Linked DNA regions of Mus musculus: region 1 is linked to region 2. The links are chromatin contacts, called in public HiChIP or PLAC-seq maps. All regions are on one chromosome and are shown on one strand. Each heading gives the region's core, a stretch centred on a gene start, on an enhancer-like site or on the middle of the called end of the contact. The rest is flanking DNA. Distances are from core to core; before and after follow the strand shown.

The links. HiChIP or PLAC-seq counts read pairs in DNA pulled down with a chosen protein or histone mark.
Region 1: a contact with region 2 is called in an H3K4me3 HiChIP or PLAC-seq map of embryonic stem cells, with 14 read pairs. The contact joins the promoter of Taf3 here to the enhancer-like site in region 2. A contact is called at or near these places in 1 of 39 promoter capture datasets (liver), 4 of 115 datasets of contacts at active chromatin or transcription factors (the SCID.adh cell line, bone marrow-derived macrophages, cardiomyocytes and 1 more) and 3 of 9 other capture datasets (adipose tissue, liver and pancreatic islet).

What each region holds. Positions count from the first base shown.
Region 1 is chr2:10,045,890-10,049,999 of GRCm38.p6, forward strand. It overlaps Taf3 (TATA-box binding protein associated factor 3), which reads right to left and starts at 2,720. Exons shown (of 7, transcript NM_027748.3): 1 at 2,346-2,720. The coding sequence starts at 2,511.
Region 2 is chr2:9,953,628-9,957,725 of GRCm38.p6, forward strand. The region is part of intron 2 of Taf3 (TATA-box binding protein associated factor 3); the gene reads right to left. Among named protein-coding and RNA genes, the nearest start is that of Gm31290, 39 kb to the left of the region's middle. Within about 2 kb of position 2,569, at least 98 of the 459 cell types and tissues checked have an H3K27ac peak or open chromatin away from gene starts, as enhancers often do. A contact at or near this core is called in embryonic stem cells, where this site is marked.

The DNA of each region.
Region 1 (4,110 bases), core at 1,470-3,969, 92 kb after region 2:
CATACTGGACAGTGGCAGCACGTATCTTTAATCCCAGCATTCAGGAGGCAGAGACAAGCAGATCTCTGTGAATTCAAGGACAGCCTGGTCTACAGAGAGAGTTACAGGACAGCCTGGGATATGAAAAAACCACCACCAAAAAAAACAAAAAACAAAAACCAACCAACCAAACAAACAAACAAACAAAAAAAACCCCAAAACTCTGTCTCAAAAAAACAAAAGAAAAGGCCAGGGAATGGAGGGGAAAGGGTTCATGATAAATGTGATGGCCCACACCTTTAATCCCAGCACTCATGAGGCAGAGGCAGGCGTCTGGTCTACATACTGAGCTCTAGGATAACCAGGGCTATGAAGAGAGACCATGTCTCAAACATAAACATAAAATAAAATGGGGGGCGGGGGGAGGAGGGAAGAGAGGAGAGAGAGGGGAATGAAGAGGTTCTCAGTAAAGCACAATGAGTTCTTGGACACTTTGGAATGCTTGAATCCATGAACTACCTGGCATGGAAGGTAACTATGTATTCAGGGGATATTTTCAGAACCCAAAAGGTATACATCTGCCTTTAGTTCAGGAACTAGGTAACAAAATATAATCTATCTTAAACATAATAGTAACAATATACTGAAGGTCAATGGAGAAGGGGCTTGAAGGTAAGGAAGCAACAGCTAGACGATCATTCTACCACCACACACGTTAAATCAAGCACTCAAAAAGATGTGCATTTTAGGAATTCATTCACTAAGTCTTTTGTGGACTACCCATTAATTTACTAGCCAACTGTTTCCTATTTGGAACAACCCTAGGGTGACACAAATCAGGATGCTCCAATCAGTTAGCACAGTAGGTACTAGAGTAATACAAATACAATCAAGGGTGCTCCAATCAGCACATTAGGTACTTACGCAGAATATGAATATAATCAATTTATCTTCTGGGTCAGGGTACACATATACACAAACAATTACAAAATAAGATAAATAGGATCTGATTTGTTGGGGTTTCATTATTTTGTTAGGAATGGCATTTGGAGTCTTGAAGGTATGGCGAATCTATAGGCCCTCACTTTAAAAGTAGGAACCACTGTAGCAGAACAAATTACTCTATAAAACACTTCATTTAGTTATCCAACTTGCCACCTTAAACGTCATATCTTGGAATTTAAATGAACGTTATAATCCCCGCCCCCCCCCACACACACACACACTCATACATCAGTAAAAATCACACATCTATAAAATGATCTGTACCTTCTACAAATCATTAAATACCACCGGGTAAAGACACTACTGGGCATTCACTTAAAAGTCAATACACTGTCCCCAGATTCTATGTCTCAAGTTCCTCCCGTGGGGCTGGCTTCTAGTTGTGGGGACATCCCATAAGTAGTTTCAAGAGGGAAACTGGGTATTACTTGGCCACCAGGATTCAGCCCTAGTTTCAACTGCAGTCCTCCATGTGGGACCGTCCCCACTCTCCTAGAACACACCTGAAAGGGCTGGAGCCCTGAAGAGGGGCAACACGGAGGACTGTGCTATCTTTACTCACTCCCAAAACATACACAGGAGCCTTTAATCTCATTAAAGAGACATGAACCAGAAAAAAAAAAGTTAATACATACTGCGACACTGAGTACCCGGAAAACCTCCCAAATTACCGAGTGATGCTTCCCATCACACTTAGATCAACACTAACAGAAGAGCATAGAGGAAGGACGCCGTGCGTAACTGAGATGCTTATTGAAAGGTATTCAGCGAAATCGACAAAACCTGCCTTGAAAAGTAGTAGGCGAAGTCTGTGAAACGAACAGATAGAGAGGGGAGAAAAAAAAAAAAAAAAGGCAGCGACCCTGACTGAGCGGAGCTGTCAACGAGTCTATTTGGGAGCTCAGGAATGGCCAGCCTTGTAAGAAACGGCCGGTAGACGGAGCGCCTGTGACAACTAGTTGTAGTAGTTTGCGAGCAAGGGAGGCAAAAGACCAAGGTGAGCGAGGTGGAGAGCATTCTGGGGGTGGCTCTGGCCGCAGCCGACCCGAGACAATGAGAGAGACCGAAGCACTGGTCCAGGAGCAGCATCGGTGAGAGGGTGTGTGGCTGCGAGCCGGGACCCCGCTTCCCTGCCGGTGGCGGGAAGTTAGCGGATGAGGAAGAGGCACCTAAGGGATGACTGGAGTTCGCAGGAGACGGTGGAAGCCCCCCAGACGGTCGGAGTCTGAGAGGATCCCCATGTCGAAGCCGGCTTCGGAACGCCACCCCTGCAGGGGATGCCCAAAGGGGTCCGGAGGGGCAAAGGTGTCACTCGTGACCGGCTTGGGGCAGCCCTCCCGCAACCCAGCCCCAGTACTCACAGAGTTCAGAGTACCGATGGCAGCCCCGGCCCAGCTGCTGCAGATAGCGCTGCAGGACGTCGGTGAGGAGGTGGCAGGCGCTGAGCTGCACCGAGTCCCAGCCCAGCGCCTGGCAGATCTGCGCCACCGAGACCCTCAACAACGACCTAGAGTAACTCTCGCACATCCCGCTGCGTGGACGCCACCGCAGCCCTTCGCTGCCACTGCTCTCCAGCCCTGCCGCCTCGCCTCAGCAGAGCCCCCGATTCATTCTCTGGGGGCCCCGCGGCGGGGAAATCGTCCCCCCTCCGACCCGGAGCGACCACCTCAAAGCCTCAGCAGCACGGAGCGCGCCAGCCTGAGAGCCGCCATTTTGGACTCGCTCCGCCTCCCGCTGGACGGCCGCCGGGGCGAGGCAGTACGAGCAGAAGGCCGAGAGATAGGCGGCCCAGGCTCCGCCCAGTGGGAGGAGAGCGATCGTCTCGGGATCGACTCTAGAGCCTGGACGCCGGCCGGAAGCCGAGTGACTGGGCGCAGGTGGAGTCTGCGCCTCCCTGACAACAGGTGCCGGTGTCTTTCTCTCCCCGCTGATGGAAAAGTAAGAGGTGACCCTCGGTGTGTTCAGGGGCAAACCAGGGAGGCAGTGGAATGTTAAGGACTTAACATCGATAATGTTGATAGAGATTCAAGTGTGAAACTAGAGAATTGGGAATATAAGCTACTCCGCAGAACGCGGATTCGATTGTTTTCCTTTACTTAAATCTAAAAAAGTAAAAACGAAATTAAAAGATGAAAGATAGTATTCAGAATGAAATAGTGGCCACTTGGGAGGTTTGAGTGAAATCCAAGATGTTCACTCAGGAGGCTGAGGCAATCATAAGCTAGAGGCCAACTAGAGTCACCGAAAAACCGAAAAAGACTCCGGCTCTAAAAAAAACAATCAGAGCTAATAAACTCATGTTGTTCATTGTGTCGTTCAATGCTCTTCATAATATGGCTGGTTTTAAGGAAAAATGCCTACGTGTTCAATTAGTGGGAACTGCCCCCCTCTTCCCCAGTAGTGAGCAAGATATTATTTTAGTGCAGTTTATAGCTAGTTCTAGTTTGCGTCTTACTAGTCACAATACGTAGTCTATCCAAGACGTGGAGAATGCAGTTCCCTACAGAGGTCGAATACTCTGTAAATCCTTGAGACTGGTTTTGTCCAGAGAATGCTTGCTTGCCTTTCCCAGGGCTTCTTCCAGCCCTAGTTGCATTTTGCCTGACGGTAACAGAAACTGTGATGAGATGATAAATAGGTTTGGTTGAAATAGTGGGTTGTCCCGTCCGTCCATCCCGTCGTCCGCCCCCGCCCGCCCCCCCCCCCCCGTGAGTCTCAATCTTGTTATGTTGCAACATCTGCCCTTAGACTTTTGGGACTGAAGTGAGCCTCCACAGTAACTGGCACTTTGGGCAACTGCTGGTAGACCCTGATTAATAATCCCAGTGCTGGGCAGGCAGAGGGAGGCAGATACCTGAGTTCAAGGCCAGCCTGGTCTACAGAGCTAGTTACAGAACAGGAAAAAAAGTTTCAAATTAAAGCCAAACCAATCCCAGTGACTACTGAGTTAAACCAAACCTACTTCGGCTATATTTAACTACTCCATTTCTTAGTTGTGCCTGCCATATCTACCATTGACTATTCAGTATATAAGTTTATGTGCCCTCTCCAATAAATTGTTTCTAGGCAGCTGTGATGGCTAGTCTCAGTTGTCAACTTTAGTACATCTGGAATCAACTAAACCCC
Region 2 (4,098 bases), core at 1,319-3,818:
TGTACACAATTCAGATTATAGGTACAACCCCCACCCCCACCCACCCCTGGAATGACAGCATAGTACAGTGTGAGGAACTTGGATCAGATATCTGAAACTATGTTTAGTTAGTGTCTGGCCCTACAGAATGATGGGCCTTAGGCAATCTGAACCTCCTTGAGCAAGTTTCCTGACCTTTCAAAAGGAGCTGATACACTTGCCTTGCCTATTTGACTTAGTCCTTATAAGACCAGCTTGTCTTTCTGTTCTGTACATATTCAGTAAGCATATACTGCATGATGAGAATGCCTGAAAGAACTATACAATCAACTCCTGACCTACACTAGTGCGTGTGTATGGCACACAGAAAGGTAACTGGTACCCCAGACAAATTGTCCAGGAGTTCAAAGCACAAGGGGACGAGTCGCTGTCCACGGGGGAGACTTCAGGAATAATGCAGTGATTAGAATATTGCCAGGAGTGCCAGAGTACAGGATGAAAGGCTCAGGTGGTAAAAAGGAGGACTTGAGACACAGGAATACTTTGTCTGGAATGTGAGGAGGAGAAAGGCAGAATAAGTGAAAGCTGAGTAAGGTTGTACCCACGTCACGAGGCTTCTGTACTCTGCTACTTTACACTCAAGTATGCCCAAGACTACCTCAACAAAACACATGGTAGACAGAGTGGGTGGTGCCAGACACCAAAAGGAGGGACAGATGAGGGGTATGGCTAACACAGTGTAGGCAAGAGTGAAGAGACTAGACTAGAAAATGGCAGCAGACAGGAATCAGGAGAGGTGGATGACATTCTTTAGACAGTGAGCAGACACTACACGCTCAGATATGACTTGGAGTCTAACACAAGCCCAAGGCCGTCGTTAACAGGAAGGCGAATGGAGAGTAATGATGATTTTTAGCTCTATCCCAGACACAAAGCTTGAGCAACACTTAGCCAGTGGTGTTGACTGAGCAGCTCAAAAATATGCTGAAGTTCCAAAAACCAGAGTGGGATATGAGAGGCTGTTGTTAATACTGAAACCACGGTTGAGGAGTGGGGTAAAATATGAAACGTGGATTCAGAATTCTGAGGAATAACGATGTAAAGATAAAGGGAACAATGAAACATGGAGGGTCAGGTGTCAAAGAGCTCAAGGGATCCGGGAGCTGTGATAAGAAAGTTTAGAGCCAGGGCCTAGCAAACACAGAAGTGGATGCTCACAGTCAGCTATTGGATGGATCACAGGGCCCCCAATGGAGGAGCTAGAGAAAGTATCCAAGGAGCTAAAGGGATCTGCAACCCTATAGGTGGAACAACATTATGAACTAACCAGTATCCCGGAGCTCAAGACTCTAGCTGCATATGTATCAGAAGATGGCCTAGTCGGCCATCACTGGAAAGAGAGGCCCATTGGTCGTGCAAACTTTATATGCCTCAGTACAGGGGAACGCCAGGGCCAAAAAGTGGGAGTGGGTGGGTAGGGGGGTGGGGGGAGGGTATGGGGGACTTTTGGGATAGAATTGGAAATGTAATTGAGGAAAATACGTAATAAAAGAAAATATTTAAAAAAAAAAAAAAAGAAAGTTTAGAGCAAGAGAGCTCAGTGGTAAAGGTGCTTGCCATCAAGACAGATAACCTGCGCCTGAGTCTTGGGGCCCACATGACTGAAGTAAAGAACTCATGTCACGGGTTTTCTTCTGGCTTCTTCATGCATATTGTGGAGCATACACACACACACACACACACACACACACACACACACACACACTAAACAAATGAAAACAATGTAAAGGTTTTTGGTTTTAACAAATGGAAGCCTAGTGGACAAAGTCATTGCTCAGAGATCCGTGAGAATGAAAGCTGACAGACGCTGGGCTTCAAATGCATCAGGTGAATAGGTGAGATGATGAAAGTGACAGACAGCGCTTTATAAACAGTCACAACATGGAGCTTCACCAACTACTGCTACCATTGCCTGACAATGCCACCACCACCTCTCCAGTGGCCAGTAGACACACGGAGTCATTTCAGACCATTTCTTTGTCCATTTTCCCTCCTACCTCAACTTGTGAGTACATCCCCTGTGGGTTCAACTGGTCACACACGCAAAAAAGATAGCCTAGAGCTGGGCGTGGTGGTACACGCCCTTAATCCCAGGACTCAAGCAGCAGAGGCAGCCAGATCTCTGAGTTCAAGGTCAGCCTGGTCTACAAAGTGAGCTCCAGCACAGCTAGGGAACACAGAGAAACCCTGACATAATGAGAACACAGAGGAACTTTTCATTCTGCCAAATAGTTTCCCATGTGTGCTGACACAGTAGGGTCTTAATTGTCCCTAAGAACTCCATGTTAGGGGATGGCCTCAACTTCCTATTTTAGGAGGTGGTGGGAGCGTCATGAAGCAGGGCCCATGGCAGGTTTTTAAGTCCTGGAGGGGTGCTCTCTAAAGGAAATGTGGACTCTTATGTGTCTGTATTTTCTGCTTTTGTTTCGTGGGTCATGAGGTCAGCAGGTCTGCTCTGCTATGTGCTCCCAGCATGACTGCTCTGCCACAGGCTGAAAGCAACAGAGTCAACCAATCCAGAGAAACCTCTAATGTGAGCAAAACGAAGCCTGTCTTTTCTGTTCCTTACGGAAGCATTTGTTACAGTGACTGACTAACACATCTGGAATGCTTTTGCAGCAGCATTACAGGAGGAAATAATAGGAAACAATATGGATGACTGGGCACAAAGTCTCTTAAATTACACAAAAGGAAAACACAAACAACAGCAAAGTCCACCTTTTTAAAATCACAAATGTTGAAGAGGGCAGGACAGTACAAACTTCACTGTGATTTTCCTTCGTTGACAACATAAATAATCACCAGTCCCTACATTACTCTGAGGAATAATGAAAAAAACATGCTGCCCTACCAAACCTCTCAAACAAAAACTAAACACGGCAGTGAGGTCTGAACACACCATAAGGATTTGGGGATGTTAATTCTAAGCTATAATAAATATTGACTTAGAACAAAATATCGTTTTAACTAGAACAGTAAATGCCTTTAAAGAAACACTGTAATCTAAAAAGCTAGTAGACATTAGGAAGAAGAGGAAATTGTTTGCACATGGCATGAAAGCTTTTTATCTCATTAACTGCACAGATGCATGCAACTCTTAACTTCAGTGGCGTGTTCTCAAACTAGGCAGAAAACACACTTCTATTTTTAAACTTTAACTAACAGGACAATAAAGTGCCACTCACATATATTCCCCCCAAATTAAATACATTGAAAGCTACATTACTTGTGTGGAAACTTTTTAAATTTTAGATTGGTTCTTGTTAGGTTGCCTAGGCTGGTCTCAAACTGGTAATCTTCTGCCTTAGTCTTCTAAGTTATGGCATTAAGGGGTATGCTGATCTTACCTTTATCAGTAAAATTATTATTTCCTTTTTCCCCAGTGAAGCTACCTTCACATTTGTTGGGGTCTTAGATGCACTTATCTTCACAAATTCCTACAAGTGACTCAATGATGCATTATCTGCTGCTGTGTGTCACCATACATAGTACTGTGCTAGACTTGGGCACAAGACCTGACGAGCAAACCCCAGTCTCCCACCTTCAGAATCACCTGTATCCTTGTAGACAGTTCTTGGTGTGGCACAGCAGAGATCTGAACAAGGGACATGCAGAGGTCGGAAGGGAGTGGACATGGAAATGCTAATTAGAAATGGAACCGTGCTGAAACTGCAGCTGGGTTTTTTCCCCATGGCCACAACTGAACCCAGCAGAGCCCATTTAATGTCCCCAAGACCCAGCGCAGCAGGTCCTGATCCTAGGTAGGCCACTGAAAACCCAGACTGGTACTTAGAACTGCAGATACTTCATTTTGGCTTTGGAGAAAGGCCATGACTTTAAACTGTTCCTGCCAAAATATCTAAGGACAAAGAAGCTAAGAAAAGCTGTGAGCCTACTTTGGGGGCCAAGAGGATGAGAAGATGGCACACAACTGAAACAATCTGACGGACAGTGATGGTTAAATGGGTTTGGAACACACGGTGTTGCTGGAAGATCAGGCTCAGGGGAGGTACTGCTGCAGGGAAGGAGCCTGGGACAGCAAGAGCAAGACAGACACTG